Linked DNA regions of Mus musculus: region 1 is linked to region 2. The links are chromatin contacts, called in public Hi-C maps. All regions are on one chromosome and are shown on one strand. The core of a region is the stretch at or near the end of the contact, and the rest is flanking DNA. Distances in the headings are between cores, read along the strand shown. Region 1 overlaps Aknad1 (AKNA domain containing 1). Region 2 holds the start of Sort1 (sortilin 1).

Region 1 (7,468 bases), core at 4,175-6,674, 500 kb after region 2:
TGAACTCCCTTAGGAGATCTGGAGTGTCTTACGGGTGTAGATACCATGAGAGAGCAACTTTCCTTCAGTCTTGAAAAAGACCCTTCAGGAAAGGGAGCTGATGGACCCGCCTCTCGGGGCTCCTCATCTGAGAGACAGTGTAGTCGTCTGATGGTGATCTGCAGTCTGGTCTAGAACTGAATCCATTTTAGATGTGTGTTTCTGTTTCCAGTAATCTCCAAGCCACATTTACAGACAACTGCCCCTTGAGATCGACGTCATTAGCACCTGTGTTCATGACCAACATTGAGGAACAGTCTCTGCTGATTGCCGTTGTCTGGTGGAAAGGAGCAGAGCCTCTCTCTGAGATACCAGAGACTGAGACCAGAGTGGGAAGGGAGGAGGGAGGAGGGAGGAGGGAGGAGGGAGGAGGGAGGAGGGAGGAGGGAGGAGGACCGAGGAAGGTGAGGAGGGGGTTCCTCAGCACCTGAAGTGTTACTTATCACAGTCGTGTTATAACTGACAGAAGGAACTTGAGGGAGGATTTGCTGAGGCTCACGGGCTGAAAGGGTACAGCGGAGAGAACATGGAGGTAGGGGTGGGAGGAGGCTGCTTACACCTTTCGTGGTCAGAAAACAGTGCTGGCTGGAAGCAGAGCCAGCCTATAACCCGTTACACCCACCTCCAGTGCTCCCCTACTCCAGCTAAGTCCTACCTCCACCCAAAGTGTCTGCGGTTCCTAAAGCATCCCATCAACTGGCAACCACGTGTTCAAATGGGTGAAGGGGGCTAGGGGCGGGAACAGTTGTGTATTTCAGATATGCTCTGTAACAGACAGTGCAACCCCCCCCCCCCGCCCCCCCAACATCTCTTCCTTTCTTTGGAGGTTTCCTTGGTCCATGTTTCTCTTCATCATTTAGTTTCTCTTCTGGAATTAGTTTCTGTCTCCTAAAATCCTTGCTCCTAAAGTTCATGAAGAGTCTAGCATGCACTTGGGTTTCACCTTTCAGGAGCAGTACCTTCTCTATGCTTACCAGATGAAATAGTGGTCCAAGCTAAAAAAAATATCTGGTCACATAATGAACATCCAGGGAATATAAACTCCTGGTCTCTTACTGGCTAGTAAATAAACAAATAAATATCCACAAGTAAATTAGATGTAAATAAGTAAATATTTATATAATATCTATTAATAATATATAAAATATAATTTATATGAATATAAAACATATAAATATTTATTTCTTACTTTGAGACAGGATCGATCTCTCTCTCTCTCTCTCTCTCTCTCTCTCTCTCTCTCTCTCTCTCCCTCCAGCCCAGGCTGGCCTTGGGTTTATGGCAACTCTCCTGCCTCCGTCTTCAGAGTTCTACTTGAGTTGTATGCCAGAGTTTCATGTTGGTCATCATAGTTCACACCTGGAAAACTAATATTCAAGAGTACTGCGGTGAGTCAAGGCCAGCCAGGGACACAGAGTGAGACTGTCTCAACATACCAGAAACAGAGCCACTAAGGTGGCTCAGTTGGTGAAGGTCCCTGCTGCCAAGCTTGCTGGTGTGAGTCCAGTGCCAGGGACTCGTGGTGGAGGAGAGAACCTGCCAGTGTCCCCTGACCCGCACATGAGCACAGTGGCGTGTGCACACTGCACATGATAAATCAATAGATGCAATGCAAATTTAAAAATAGAGTTGAGTTTCTTTTCACGAATTCCAAGTTCTTGAGAGAAAATTCTGTTTTCTGTGCTCCTTGACTCTGTTGCTTACACAGTTGTTACGTTTTTATGAACGATTTCATCCATACTGCAAAGTTGAGGAAGACATCCCCACCATTTGGAGTTCTCTGGCTTTTTGGTTTTAGCAGGCTGTCATTCTTGCTGCCCCAGAACTTGCAGTGTGTACCAGGCTGGCCCCCACCTCACAGATCGGCGAAGGCCATTTTGATGCTCTGAATGTAATCATAGCTAACATTTTTCAGCTTGGTCAAAAGCAAAATGGATCTGGTCCTGGAGAGTGAACTCAGAACCCGTTCAAGATGAGCCCGATCCTGCGGCAGGGTAAGTATTTCATTATTACTAAGAACAAAATCAGAGCCAGGTATGGCAGCTCTTGCCCGTCTCCTCAAAACTTGAGAGGCCCAGTCAGAAGGCCTACTAAAAGTTTAGGTCTAGACTTGGGACTACATGGTGAGTTTGAGGCTAGTGGGGTACAGAATAAGACTCTGTCCTAAAAATTACACACACACACACACACACACACACACACACACACACACACACACACACACGAAATTGAGTTTCATTACCCAGGTGCATATACTAAACCACTTAACTACCTAGACAGTTGCTTGTCCTGGACTGGGAATTCAAGCCTAGACCTATCTGGTGTGACTTCAGTCACTGACTTGTTCATTCAGCCAATGTCGAAGTGCCCAAAGCAGGACTTTGTGTTCCGTGTGGAGGCCGAGATGACAGCAGTGTCTGCCCCTGAGCTGTTTTCTGATGGAGGAGCTGGGAGTGGCAGAAGGGAGTGTGAGGAGCACTGCTGACCTTATTAGGGGGTTTAGGAGCCTGAGCTCAAAGGCAAAGCCTGAAGGAGCTATCCCAGGACATCAGGAGGGATGTGAAGGACTCGGGGTTAAGGCTTTCTGAGGAGAAAAGGCCTTTGAGCAAGTTCAGGAACCTGTCAGTCAGTGTGCCAGGAGCCCAGAGGGGAGTGGCAGGGGCAAGATGGAGCAAGTGAAGGCAGGTCTTCAGATTCTTCAGAACAAACGGGAAGCCAAGGGACTTTTAAAATAGGGACTCTGATAGAACTGTAGGAGATCACTGTAGTGGTCAGGCAGAGTGGCTGGCATTTACAGTCCCAGCATTCAGAAGGCTTAGGTAGGAGTTCTGTCTAGCTTGGGTAACACAGTAAGTTCTGGGCCAGCTAGAGACAGTCTCATAAAACAAAACAAAACAAAACAAAACAAAACAAAACAAAACAAAACATCACTGCAGCCAGTGAGGAACAAAAAGTGGGTTAGAGGAGCAGAAACTGGAGCCAGAGGCCAAACAAGGCAGCCATGGGAGAGTCCACTGGGGTCATGGAAGGTTGGCTCAGGGTGATACCGAGAAGCTGTGTGTTGGGAGTTTAAGACAGAGTTGGCACCAAGGGCTTAGAGTCAATAGTCCAGGCTATCCACTCAGACAAATTCAAGCCTGAGTAGCTACACAGAAAAGTACAGTGATTTAACATGTAATATTTGAAGTCAGGCACAGCACAGGTCACCTGTAATCAGAGCTCGGAGGTGGAGGTGAGAAAATGGGCAAGTTTGAGGCAAGCTTGGTTTACAGAGTAAGACAGGGCAACAGGGCTTTATAAAGGTGACTCTTTCACAACACAAAACGAAAACAAAATGCCAAAACAGAGCGCTGAAGTCTGACTCCCAGCACCCACACCAGGGGGCTCACATGTACCTGAAACTCTAGCTCTACAGTCCTCTTCTGGCTTCTATGAGTGTGTGAGTTCTCTCTCTCTCTCTCTCTCTCTCTCTCACACACACACACACACACACACACACACACACACACATACACACACACACCCCCCACAAATAAATAGATCATTAAAAAAAGAAAGCCAACTCAACAAAAGAATGTAGTTTTTGGAGACATCTTGGGTTTATGTCATATCTCTGTCCTTGGAAAGGTGACTCACCCTCCCTGAGCCTCTACTTTCCTGTAAAATGAGAGTGATAGGACCAGATTCACCAAGACTACACATAAGACACCAAGAATGGTACTTGGATTAAAATGATACTGGATCTCAAAATACCTCCCCCCACCCAAAGAATTGAAGTGGGATGGGGACTCGGCAGGGGAGCTGATGGGAGGAGACCGAGAGGGCAGAAGGGGGAGTGGAATCAGAACGCATCATACAAATGCGTCATATACACTTATGATGATGCAACACATTTAAAAGACTTACAAGTGAAGTACTCAACCATACTGTGGTCCTGTGGGAGGCAGTGAGCGCTCGCTCCATATAGGGGAGGGCTCCAAAGCCCCTACACTTCCTGCTGAACCACACTGCCACACCCTGAGGCAGAATGCCTCTCACCTGGAAAATGGCTCCATCCGATGTGCTGATTGAACTTCAGAACCAACTGACGTGAACATGATAGGGGGCAAGAGACTCTGAGATGACGTGCATGTGAGGTGACAGCCTGAAGGTGCTCACACATGTCTGTCCCAAAATTATGTTTAGCGAAGGGACCATATGCAGGAGGCTCTGCCATAGGCCTTCTACAGGCAAGTTTCTGTGGCAGCCCCTCTTCATATAGATTAAGAGAACAGTTCAGCAGAGCTATGCAGTGGTCAGCCTGAATCCAGTGTCCCTGTACCACATCCATCACATGACAGACATAGGACAGTAGGTAGCATAGAGGGGACCATTGACTTAGAGTCTCTGCTTTCATCTCCTAACCGCCTAGGCATGCATGATCACTGGTGCTTGGGTGAACTCAAGCCAAGGCATTATCGCTGGCATTTGTGTGCATTTGTTTTATAAATATGCAGGATAAAAGGTTGGAGTCTTGGCTTTTTCTGTTAAACAAAACGAAAGAAAACAAAAGAACAAACAAGCAGGCAGTTCTAGAAGAGCAGACGTCATTGACTATAGCAACCACTTTTTCTTGAAGCTCAGCTGTGGTCCCAAGGGTCTGTGAATATTGTAAAAGGTAGGGTCCCTCAACTACAGACAGACAGACACACACGAGTGCATGCATACACACATGCACACAGCCTTCACAGAGTCTAGAGCACGCATGTGTGTGTGTTGTGTGTGTGTGTGTAAACCATACATAGGTTAACAATATGCCTTTGTCTTCTAGAAAATATCCCAAGACTTATATGATCTCTACCTCAGACCTTGCAACACCCTCACCCCACCTCTGCTGCCTGGGAATTCCTAGAATCCAGTCCTTATGTCCCAGTGATAACATGGAAGAAATGGAATCTAAGGTGAGGACCGAGAAAGTCCCCGCAGCTCAGGCACCCGGCCTTAATGAGCACAGAATGGCTAGCTTTCCCGTCAGTATAGGATGGGCTTTCAGAAAACGTTCTGCTAAGAACAAGTTCTGCTCAGAGCTAACCCTCAACAGCCACATGGTTTGCATTATTCCTAAACTGGAGCCAAAGGAAGCTTCCTGGAGAAAGCATTTGGTGGGTGGTACCTCCTCTGCAGGATTCCCCTGGCCCAGACTTGAAGACCCCAGTCTGATCCAGTGACTGTTGTTAGGGGTACCACCTATGTTCAGACTGGTTACACCAACCTCGGGTTACTTTCCTAAGCATGTGTGGTATCAGTTGGTGTTCACTCTCAGTCCTCGTCGCTGGCCCCTGAGCTGTTCTACTCTGAGGCAGGAACAGGGCATCTGGCTGCTTCTCTCACCCTCTGACTCACTTTCCTCAGTCACGTGTTCACCTCTTTCCTCTCCCTTCCCTTGACAAATACATTCCATCTCCAACTGGTTGCCTAGGAGACCAACCTTCAAAAACAGAAATAAAAAGCGTGTAGAAACAGAATGCTTCAAAAATTCCATCTTGTAATGTTTAATAATGAGTGAATCCAATTATCAGAGATGTTAGTAAGTTTAGGTGACTAAAGTATGTGGACTTTCTCTGTAGATTTTAAACTCGCCCTTGGAGCATGCCTTAAGGACAGCAACCATATTGAAAAAAAACACCGACCAAATGATTAGATCCATTGCAGAAGACCTCGCCAAGGCACAAGGATGGAGACACCAGCTAAGATACTACTAACTCAGTCCCGGGCAGCCAAGGGTTAAAATGTTTGGTCCTCTCCAAAATATTTTACTTATGAGATAATGTAGGAAGATAGTTTTCTAGAGAAAACACTAAAACTTTAAGAAATGAGTTATACGAAGTGCTTAAATGGAGAAAAAAAAGCAAAACAAGCCCTCTGGCATTTATATCTTTATGTGAAAATAAATCTATGTTCTTCCTAATTCATAATAAAATAAAAACAATAAAACAAATACTTTATTATTTTTTCTATTTTTTATTGGATATTTTATTTATTTACATTTCAAATGTTATCCCCTTTCCCAGTTTCCCCTCCACAAACCCCCTATCCCATCCCCCTTCTCCACGCCTTTATGAGGGTGCTCCCCCACCCACCCACTCCTACCTCACCACCCTAGCATTCCCCTACACTGGGGCATTGAGCCTTCACAGTCACAGGACCAAGGGCCTCTCCTTCCATTGATGCCAGATAAGGCCATCCTCTGTGGCTGGAGCAATGCAAACCCCTTTAGCTCCTTCAGTCCTTTCCCTAACTCCTCCTCTGGGGTCCCTGTGTTCAGTCCGAAGGTTGACTGCCAACATCTGCGTCTGAAAAACAAACACTTTTTATCTATTAGTCTGGAAAGTTTCATGAATCTGGGTCAGTGAGATGGGAAACAGATCTCGTGTGCTGCTGCAGAGGAAGGTGACGGAGATCCTGACAAACCCACTAACAAAGTCAAGGGGTTTTTTAAAGTAAAACATGCCTAGAATATGACAACCTACTGAACACAATTGCTTAGTAACATACATAACGTAAAATACTCCCTGTTTCTCTTTGCAAGTGAGCAGCTGCCTGGGAGTTACCACTGCCCGGGATCAGAAAAGTACTTTGCTGACTTACCGTTGGCCTGAGGCAAAGATAAAATCCAAATTTCAGGGCTGGGGAGATGGTTTAGCGGGTAAAGGTATTTATTAGCTGCCAAACATTTGACAACCTGAGTTTGATCCCTGGGACTTGTACGGTGAAAGGGGAGAATCAACTCCTGAAAGTTGTCCTCTGACCTGTGCATGCTATATAAACACACACACACTAAATAAATATAACATTTTAAAAATTCAAATGGGGGGCTGGTAAGATGGCTCAGTGGGTAAGAGCACTGATTGCTCATCCAAAGGTCCTGAGTTCAAATCCCAACAACCACATGGTGGCTCACAACCACCCATAATGAGATCTGGCATACTCTTCTGGTGTGTTTGAAGACAGCAACAGTGTACTTAGTAATAATAAATAAATCTTTAAAAATAATTCAAATGGGGGGGGGTTACCTTTAATCCTAGCACTCAGGGAGCAGAGATGGGCAATCTCTGTGAATTTGAGGTCAACTTGACCTACAGAGTGAGTTCCAAGACTGCCAGGGCTACACAGAGAGAAACCCTGTCTTGAAAGCAAACAAACCAACAAATAAAATCCAAGTAGAAATAATTTCAACTGAATGCATATGAATTTTACACTGCTATTTAGTTGACAAAAAAAATTGTATGTTCAACTGTCTTAGAGTTTTACTGCTGTGATCAGACACCATGACTAGGGCAACTAAATAATAAAGGACAACATGTAATTAGGAGCTGGCTTACAGGTTCAGAGGTTTGATCCACTGTCATAAAGGTGGGAGCATGGCAGCCTAAAGGCAGGCACAGTATAA
Region 2 (6,991 bases), core at 61-2,560:
TATTTCTGGAAAGAAAACACACTCATCAGTTTTTATCTTGTTCAGTGGCTCAGAAACTGGAGGGCTTTTCTGTTGATTTGCCATCCTGTTCCGCTTTCCAGAGCTTCACAGCTCCCTTCTTACTGTGGTTTTGGGGAGAGGAAAAACTCCCGAGTACGTAAATAGTTTTGTTTGTACTATTCCGTGTGCATACTCGGGTAGGCCTGCCGTTTGAGTTTACTGTTAAAGTTAAAAGTAACTTCCAATGGCTTCCACTCTGGTATAACATTTTGCATACTTTGTATCTTTTTATCTGGCTTCCTGAGTTCCGACTGAACAACTTGAAATGTTGGGAAGAGGTGGAGTGAAGTTAAGGATTTAGAACTGGTTTTACCAGCACTGCATGTTCTAAAAGTTGTGTGAGCAGCTTCTGCGGTGTAGGGAACAGTGGGGAGGTTATTTGCTGGAGGTGGGTATTCATTTAGGAGGCATCATATTCAGTGAGGGAATTGGTGTGATGCACTTACTGCAGGGCTAAGGGTGCTTTAGGTAACTAAAATCAGAATGTGACTGTACTAAAATGATAATATATAAAGTGGGCTTTAGGCAATTCTCTTCCCGTATACCTACACTTGGTGGCAAAGCTACCTACATTTCCAAGTCCGCAGAAGCCAAAAAGTACTTTCGCCTCTTGACTACCTCCCTGCAGATGAGGAAGGTGACTGAGGCCAAACATGTTGGAAAGACTTCTGCGGCTTCCATGAGACACGGGTGTAATGATGTTCATCTGCCCCATAGGATTTTCGCATTCACCTTCTTGGCTCCTTCAGCAGACAATGGGCGAGCCAGCGAGCCGGGGTTAAAATCCTAATGTACCAGTTTATGTCGGAGCCCCTTTTCCAACTGAGAGTAGTAGTTCAGGGATTCCCTGGCTTTCCCAGGCGCGGTTTCCACCGAAGGAAATTTTTAGGAGCGTTTGGAGGGGGGTTGGGAGGAGGGTGGAGAAGGCGGCAACGTGACCCAACCCTAACCCGAGGGTCTCCGGAAGCGCCGCCAACCTGCAGGCTGAGCGGGGAGGGGAGAGGGGTAACCCCTAGGCCAACTCCGGGAGCCCAGCCCGCAGACGCCGAGCGACGGTGGAGAATGACCTCAGCCGTCCCTGCCACGTTCCAGCCAATCAGTCCCGCATCTTGGCATCCGAATCCAGGACCCCCGAAGCCGGAGGCGACGCGAGCCAATGAGGAGTGGGCCGGGAAAGAAGGACAGGCGGCCAGCCTATTGGGGAGGAGAGGCCCGGCTGCGCGTATCCAAGCAGCGCGGGGCCGAGCTCGGGGGTGTGGCGCAGCGCCGGCGGGGGTGGGCGGGCGCGCCGGGTGGCAGGTGTCAGCGGCGTCTGCATTCGGCAGCGATGGAGCGGCCCCGGGGAGCTGCGGACGGCCTTTTGCGCTGGCCCCTCGGCCTCCTCCTGCTCCTTCAACTGCTGCCTCCTGCCGCCGTCGGCCAGGACCGGCTGGACGCGCCGCCGCCGCCCGCGCCTCCTCTGCTGCGCTGGGCCGGTCCGGTCGGGGTGAGCTGGGGGCTGCGCGCCGCCGCGCCCGGGGGCCCCGTCCCCCGCGCTGGCCGTTGGCGCCGCGGCGCGCCCGCCGAGGACCAAGACTGCGGCCGCCTCCCGGACTTCATCGCCAAGCTGACCAACAATACGCACCAGGTGAGCGCGCGAGGCCCGGGCGCCCGCCCCGGTTGGGTCGCCCCTCCGGGCCCGCGGCCCCAGGCGGCCGCTCCGCTCCCATTGCACGCTTCGAGGCTAGCGCGAGACCCCGGTTGCGGAGGGCGGCGAGGCGCGGGGGCGGCGGGGGCCGGGGTGGCTGCGGCCCGTGGGGCTGTGTGTCGTCATAGCCGAGGCAATCCGAGACTTTGACTCGCTGCATTCTTTGCTTCTGCTTCTTAAGTTGTCAGAATCTCCCGGTCATCCCCCCCCCCCCCCAACCCCCACCCCGAATATAGAACGCCGGGTCCACCAACGCTGGTACCTACCAGGAAGCTGGAGGCATAATTACCCCTTGAGTGATCGCAGAAGTTGGACAGCCCAGAAGCAGAGGTGTGCCCTCCCTGGGTCGGTACTTTTGAGGTTGACGTCCAGAAATCCCACAGCAGTTGTTAGGTCATGGCTTGTGTTTCCATAGTTAAAGGAACACTCATGGAAATGAAAATGACATTGAAACCCAACCGTGAAATGATATCTCCCCTGCTCCCTAAAATTAAAAACAAAAACAAGCAAACAAAAAACTGATTCAAGATGTTTCCTCAGGATGCAGGCTCAGAACCCTCTAACCTGACCCAAAACGACCTTGAGAGGTATTCCGAACCAAATTCCTGTGTGCAGAACCCAGAGAACAGAAAACGGCCTCTAGGACCTAGATTAGAAGCAATTGCAGAACAGCTCGGATCATCCAGAAGTTCCATTAAATGGCTTTACAGAGTGGCCAACTGTCCCAAACAAGAGTCTGGTTTGTAACCAGTCAGCCCCCTCTTTCTGCATACTACAGGATCTTTAAATCCCTTTGCTCCAGACCCATTCTGGAGATTGGCTCCAGTGTGCTTTGTTTCCTTGTAAGTTGACCTATTAGGAGACTCTTTTTGCACAAGAACTGGTATTGGCTTCTGTGTGTGACCCGCAGCCAGCTGAGATCCTGTCATCTGTCTCATTCCTTCAAAATTGACTTATAACCTTGTGTTGAACCCTTACTGGGACACCTCTATCCTGTCCTAATTTCTAATAACTATGAAACATTCTGCAGATAGTCACTTTAAGCCTGCTCTTGTCAAGACTTTCAAAGATTTGGTGCTTCTGTTTTGGGCACAAGAGTCTGAACCTTGACACACTGCTGCATTGAGAAATTGTTAGGAAAGTCTTGGTTTCAGCAACTAGGACATCTTCCTCCTCCTCCTCTTTTTTTTTTTTTCCTAAAATTAACAATTGTTGCAACCCATGTATGAGAAAGGCATTTTCAGTTCAGTGTATTTTCTGTGTTATGTCTTTCCTTTTTTTCCAAAGAAAGACTGTTCATGAAGGTGGCCGTGGGTGGCTGGAGTTCTGTACCCGTTCTTTGTTTACATTCCATTTCAGTATCCCCCCAAATCTCAGTGTCCCCTTGGGGTTTCTTTTGAGATCCATACTTGTTAGTTGTGACCTAATTCTCCGATCAGAGAGAATGGAATGAGTACTGGAAAGTCTTCCTATTTAATGAAAAAGTAAAATAAGCTTGTGTAGACCTCTCTCTCTCTCTCTCTCTCTCTCTCTCTCTGTAGGGTGTTGAGAAAGAATTTACCTTTACCACTGATACTTCATGCCCATTATCCCTGGCCCACAGCTCTCTGCACCAGCAAGCCCCGACATTCTTCAATTCTTCTCTTGCTGGATGACCCATCTTCAAATCCGCAACAGTTCCCGGTTGAATGTCACTTAGAGTATACCAGTTCCAAAGAAACCTGATTCTCCTTTGAAGTTCGTACGCAGGGGGCTTTCTCGAGTTCATTTAACTTAGTTACAGCTTGCTTTCTCCCCTTCAGTCTTTATTTCAAATGATTTTCCCACCCCAGTTGTTACCCTTCCAGAGTGGAGCCTTCAGCGTAGAAACCGTTGCGAAGGTTCTGCTTCCTCTCAGGAATTGGGAAATAATCTGCTGTTTTCAGATGTCATAATTCATCTTTATGCATCAGACTGAAGAGATCTGGTGTTGGGGGATCCTTTGTAACAAGGAGAGACAAAATCAGCAGCGTCCCAGAGCAGCGTGTTTACTTATTTATTATCATCGGAGACACTGTATGGTCTCAGACAGTTGAAGTAGGAAGGTGTTCTTTAATTTTTTTTTACCTTTCCCCCATAAAGCAGAAGTTCTTATTTCCCACAGCCTGTTGTTCTTTTCGTGTCCTATCATGAGTGCACCTGAATGCTTTCCAAAGGCCCGGAGATGGGGTGGGGAAAGGGGCTGCCAAGTTATAAAGGTAGTTCAGACTTGACAGTACATAAACCGCTAAAGGTTTCAGCGTGCGCTGGAGATTGAATCCCATGCCTTGCTCATACTAGGCAAGTGCCTGCCACGAAGCCATATGTTCAGCCCTAGCATTTAATCTTAAGAAATCCACAAAACAAAGTGTATGCCTGTCTAATGACTTTCCGAGACTTCCACCCTATGCTGTGGCATGGGCTCTGTCACTCATGAAATCTTCTTCCCGTAAGCTCCCCTGCCTCTCTCTAGGTCTCCTTTCAGCCTTTCAAGTGGGCCGTGTTTATTTTCAAGGCGTGTGTTGTTCGCTTGATTCAGGTCTCTGTGGGATTTAAGGGAGCAGAGAAAATACTTTTTTTTTTCTAGTTACAGTATTGACAATAGGAACAGGAGACTTGTAAGAAAGTGACAGAAGAACTGGATGTCACTAAAACAGGAAAAAGAATGGCAACAAGACGCAGGCCGAAGGTCACCGCTTACATCTTACCAAAAAAAAAAAAAAAAAAAAAAAAAAGATACTTCCTGATTTCTTTCTGAGGGTTTGGCATGCCAGGGAAAGGTGCTGCAGCACCACAGGGCTTTCTGTGAGGCCAGCCCTGCCTGCATGTGGGTCCTCGCTGGTATTATGTTATCTTCACTAAGTTACTTAAGATTCCATGTCTCAGTCCTAATCTTTAAAATGGAGCTAAGCATGCATGCTTATGAGAAACAAACAGGACTGTATAAAAATATGCTCCGTATTAGCAGATTCACGGTCCCTGAGACTTACACCCAGTAAGTTACAAAGCGCTTGCTCTCCCTGTTAGGGATCGTCCACAAACTCTCTTAGACGCAGTAGCCTTTATTTACCTGTAGTCCCAAACTGGTGTCAGGCCCCAGCATTAACCGACTGTGGCCTTTGTGTGCTTGGCGTGTTCACAGCACACATCACCTGTGTACATGGGAGAAACTGAGCAGGCCCAGAAGATTTTTATTAACGTTGGTTGCTAAGTTGGGTTGCTTCAAAACATCCCCCGCCCCATAAGCACCCCTTTGAGGGTCGGCATGAAAGTCAGCCTGAAAGAAACAGCAGAAATGCCTTGGCCAGAGTTGCAGCGGAGGCTGACATCATTCCCTCCTCATTCCTGTGTTACAGACCATTGGATAATTTCCTTAAAAGTTCCTGAAGTTAGGATTAATAGGCCAGGAGCTGTTGCGCACTCTCTCTTCTCCCTCTCCTGCTCCTGTCACTAACTACTGCTTTACACAGAGCTTCCCAACTCCTACCCCGACATCAAAGCATCTGGTTTCTTAAGTAAACAGGCCCTGGAGAGAGGCTGTTGTAAGGCCTCAGCACCGGGAAGAATGCTTGTGTTTGTTTGCCCCGCTGGCAGAGCTGAGGCCAGGCTGACAGGACTCAGTGTGTCTGCTGGCTGGTGCAGGGAGCTGCTGCTCTCTGCCTGTTGGGGATCACCAAACCTTTGTAACAGCAGGAGAGCTGAGGGTTGTTTGTTGCCTTTTACTATCCCAGAAGTTCCTGCCTGCCTCATTTCCCCAGCGTTACCCCGTATTCATTCCTTCTCCCTCCATTTCCCACACTCCATGTCCATATCTAGTTTATCCCACGTTTTACAAGGCCCTTTACTGCCGCTCAGGTTTGGGTCAAGGCATGGGAACCTAGGAAGGCTGGCCTTGGTCCTGGTTAAGCAGAGAGAGCCATGGCCCCCGGCCGGGGAAGAGCCCTCTGCCATGCAGACTGCTTTGAGCGGGATGTTAACGCCACAGACGCTTGGGATTCTGGGAGGAACCATCATCAGCTGTGAGGATTTCTCCTCCACCGCAGGAAAGGTTGCTCTGCAGAAGGGCTGAGCATTTGGTTAACATGAGAGCAGAAGGCCAGCCAGGTGTGACAGATGGCTGAAAGGGAATGTGGCATAAAGTTAAGGAAGTTCACTGCTGCCTCAAACACTCGCCTCTACGAATTGCAAATTGTAATTAGAAGTTTGAGTTGTGTCTTTGCTGGGGAAGGTCACTGGAAGCAGCCCTTGTTCTGGCCAGTTCCTAAAGGGTCTTTCTTTCTGCAATAATGACAGTAGCCGACACGCTCTGCTTTTTTGCATTAGGCTAACGCACGTTCTTGAGCTCTGCCATTTGCAAGCTGCTCTGGTCAGCAGGGATTGGACTCCCATGGTAACTGCCATGCCTGTGCTCTTCAGTTTCATCACTGGTGAGCTCTTAGCTCTGTGATTCCCACATGGCATTTAATTCTTAGCATCACTAGTGGGCATCAGCCGGAGGGAACATTTCCTCTTCCTCCTTACATTCTGGCCAATCTCCATCACCTCAATCATCCGGGAAGTTAGAACTTCATTTTGAGGCAGGGGAAATGAGGCTAGGCTGTTTTATATGATGAGGAACTAATGCTGAGGCAGAAAACCCATCAAATTGGACATGCAGCCAGCTCTAGAAAGAGCTGTATTATGTTGGCCCCTGACATATAAATAACTACTGTGTTTGTCAGTTTCTAGCACTTCCCAGTTCTCTGCCAAGCTTGTTCCTCCCACTTTGTGGCCTCCAGGTCTATGTGTAGGTCGGTTTCAGGGGTAATGGTGCTTGAAGAACAAAGCATTCTGTATGTGTCTGGTCTAGGTGGTCCATTGTTTAACTGTGGCTCCCTTCAGAAATGGGTTAGTAAATGTAGTTTGTTTGTTTGTTTCTCGAGACAGGGTTTCTCTGTGTAGTCATGGAATTCACTCTGTAGACCAGGCTGGCCTCGAACTCAGAAATCCGCCTGTCTCTGCCTCCCAAGTGCTGGGATCAAAGGCGTGCGCCACCACCGCCCAGGCATAAATGTAGTTTTAAGAGATAGTTGGATTGAAGGCAGACAGACTCTTTAAATCAATAGACTGGTAGGTGAAAGCTAGCCACGTGAGGTCTATTTACATACTGAGGTCATTATTCCCTCTCTAACTCTTAATGCAACCTCAAGAACCCACTTGTGGCACTCTGCTGTAATACCGTGCGAG

What was found. A called contact is a pair of places that touch in the nucleus more often than the background predicts.
Region 1: a Hi-C map of uterus shows a contact between it and region 2, with 4 times the contacts expected there. The contact joins the enhancer-like site here to the promoter of Sort1 in region 2. A contact is called at or near these places in 1 of 39 promoter capture datasets (cranial neural crest) and 3 of 484 Hi-C or Micro-C datasets (cardiomyocytes, olfactory sensory neurons and uterus).

Annotation. Positions count from the first base shown.
Region 1 is chr3:108,776,272-108,783,739 of GRCm38.p6, forward strand. Aknad1 (AKNA domain containing 1) reads left to right here. Exons shown (of 12, transcript NM_177859.3): 10 at 1,955-2,033; 11 at 4,850-4,979; 12 at 5,646-6,038. The coding sequence ends at 5,780. Among named protein-coding and RNA genes, the nearest start is that of Aknad1, 40 kb to the left of the region's middle. Within about 2 kb of position 5,425, at least 150 of the 459 cell types and tissues checked have an H3K27ac peak or open chromatin away from gene starts, as enhancers often do. A contact at or near this core is called in uterus, where this site is marked.
Region 2 is chr3:108,282,754-108,289,744 of GRCm38.p6, forward strand. Sort1 (sortilin 1) reads left to right here and starts at 1,311. Exons shown (of 20, transcript NM_019972.3): 1 at 1,311-1,687. The coding sequence starts at 1,388.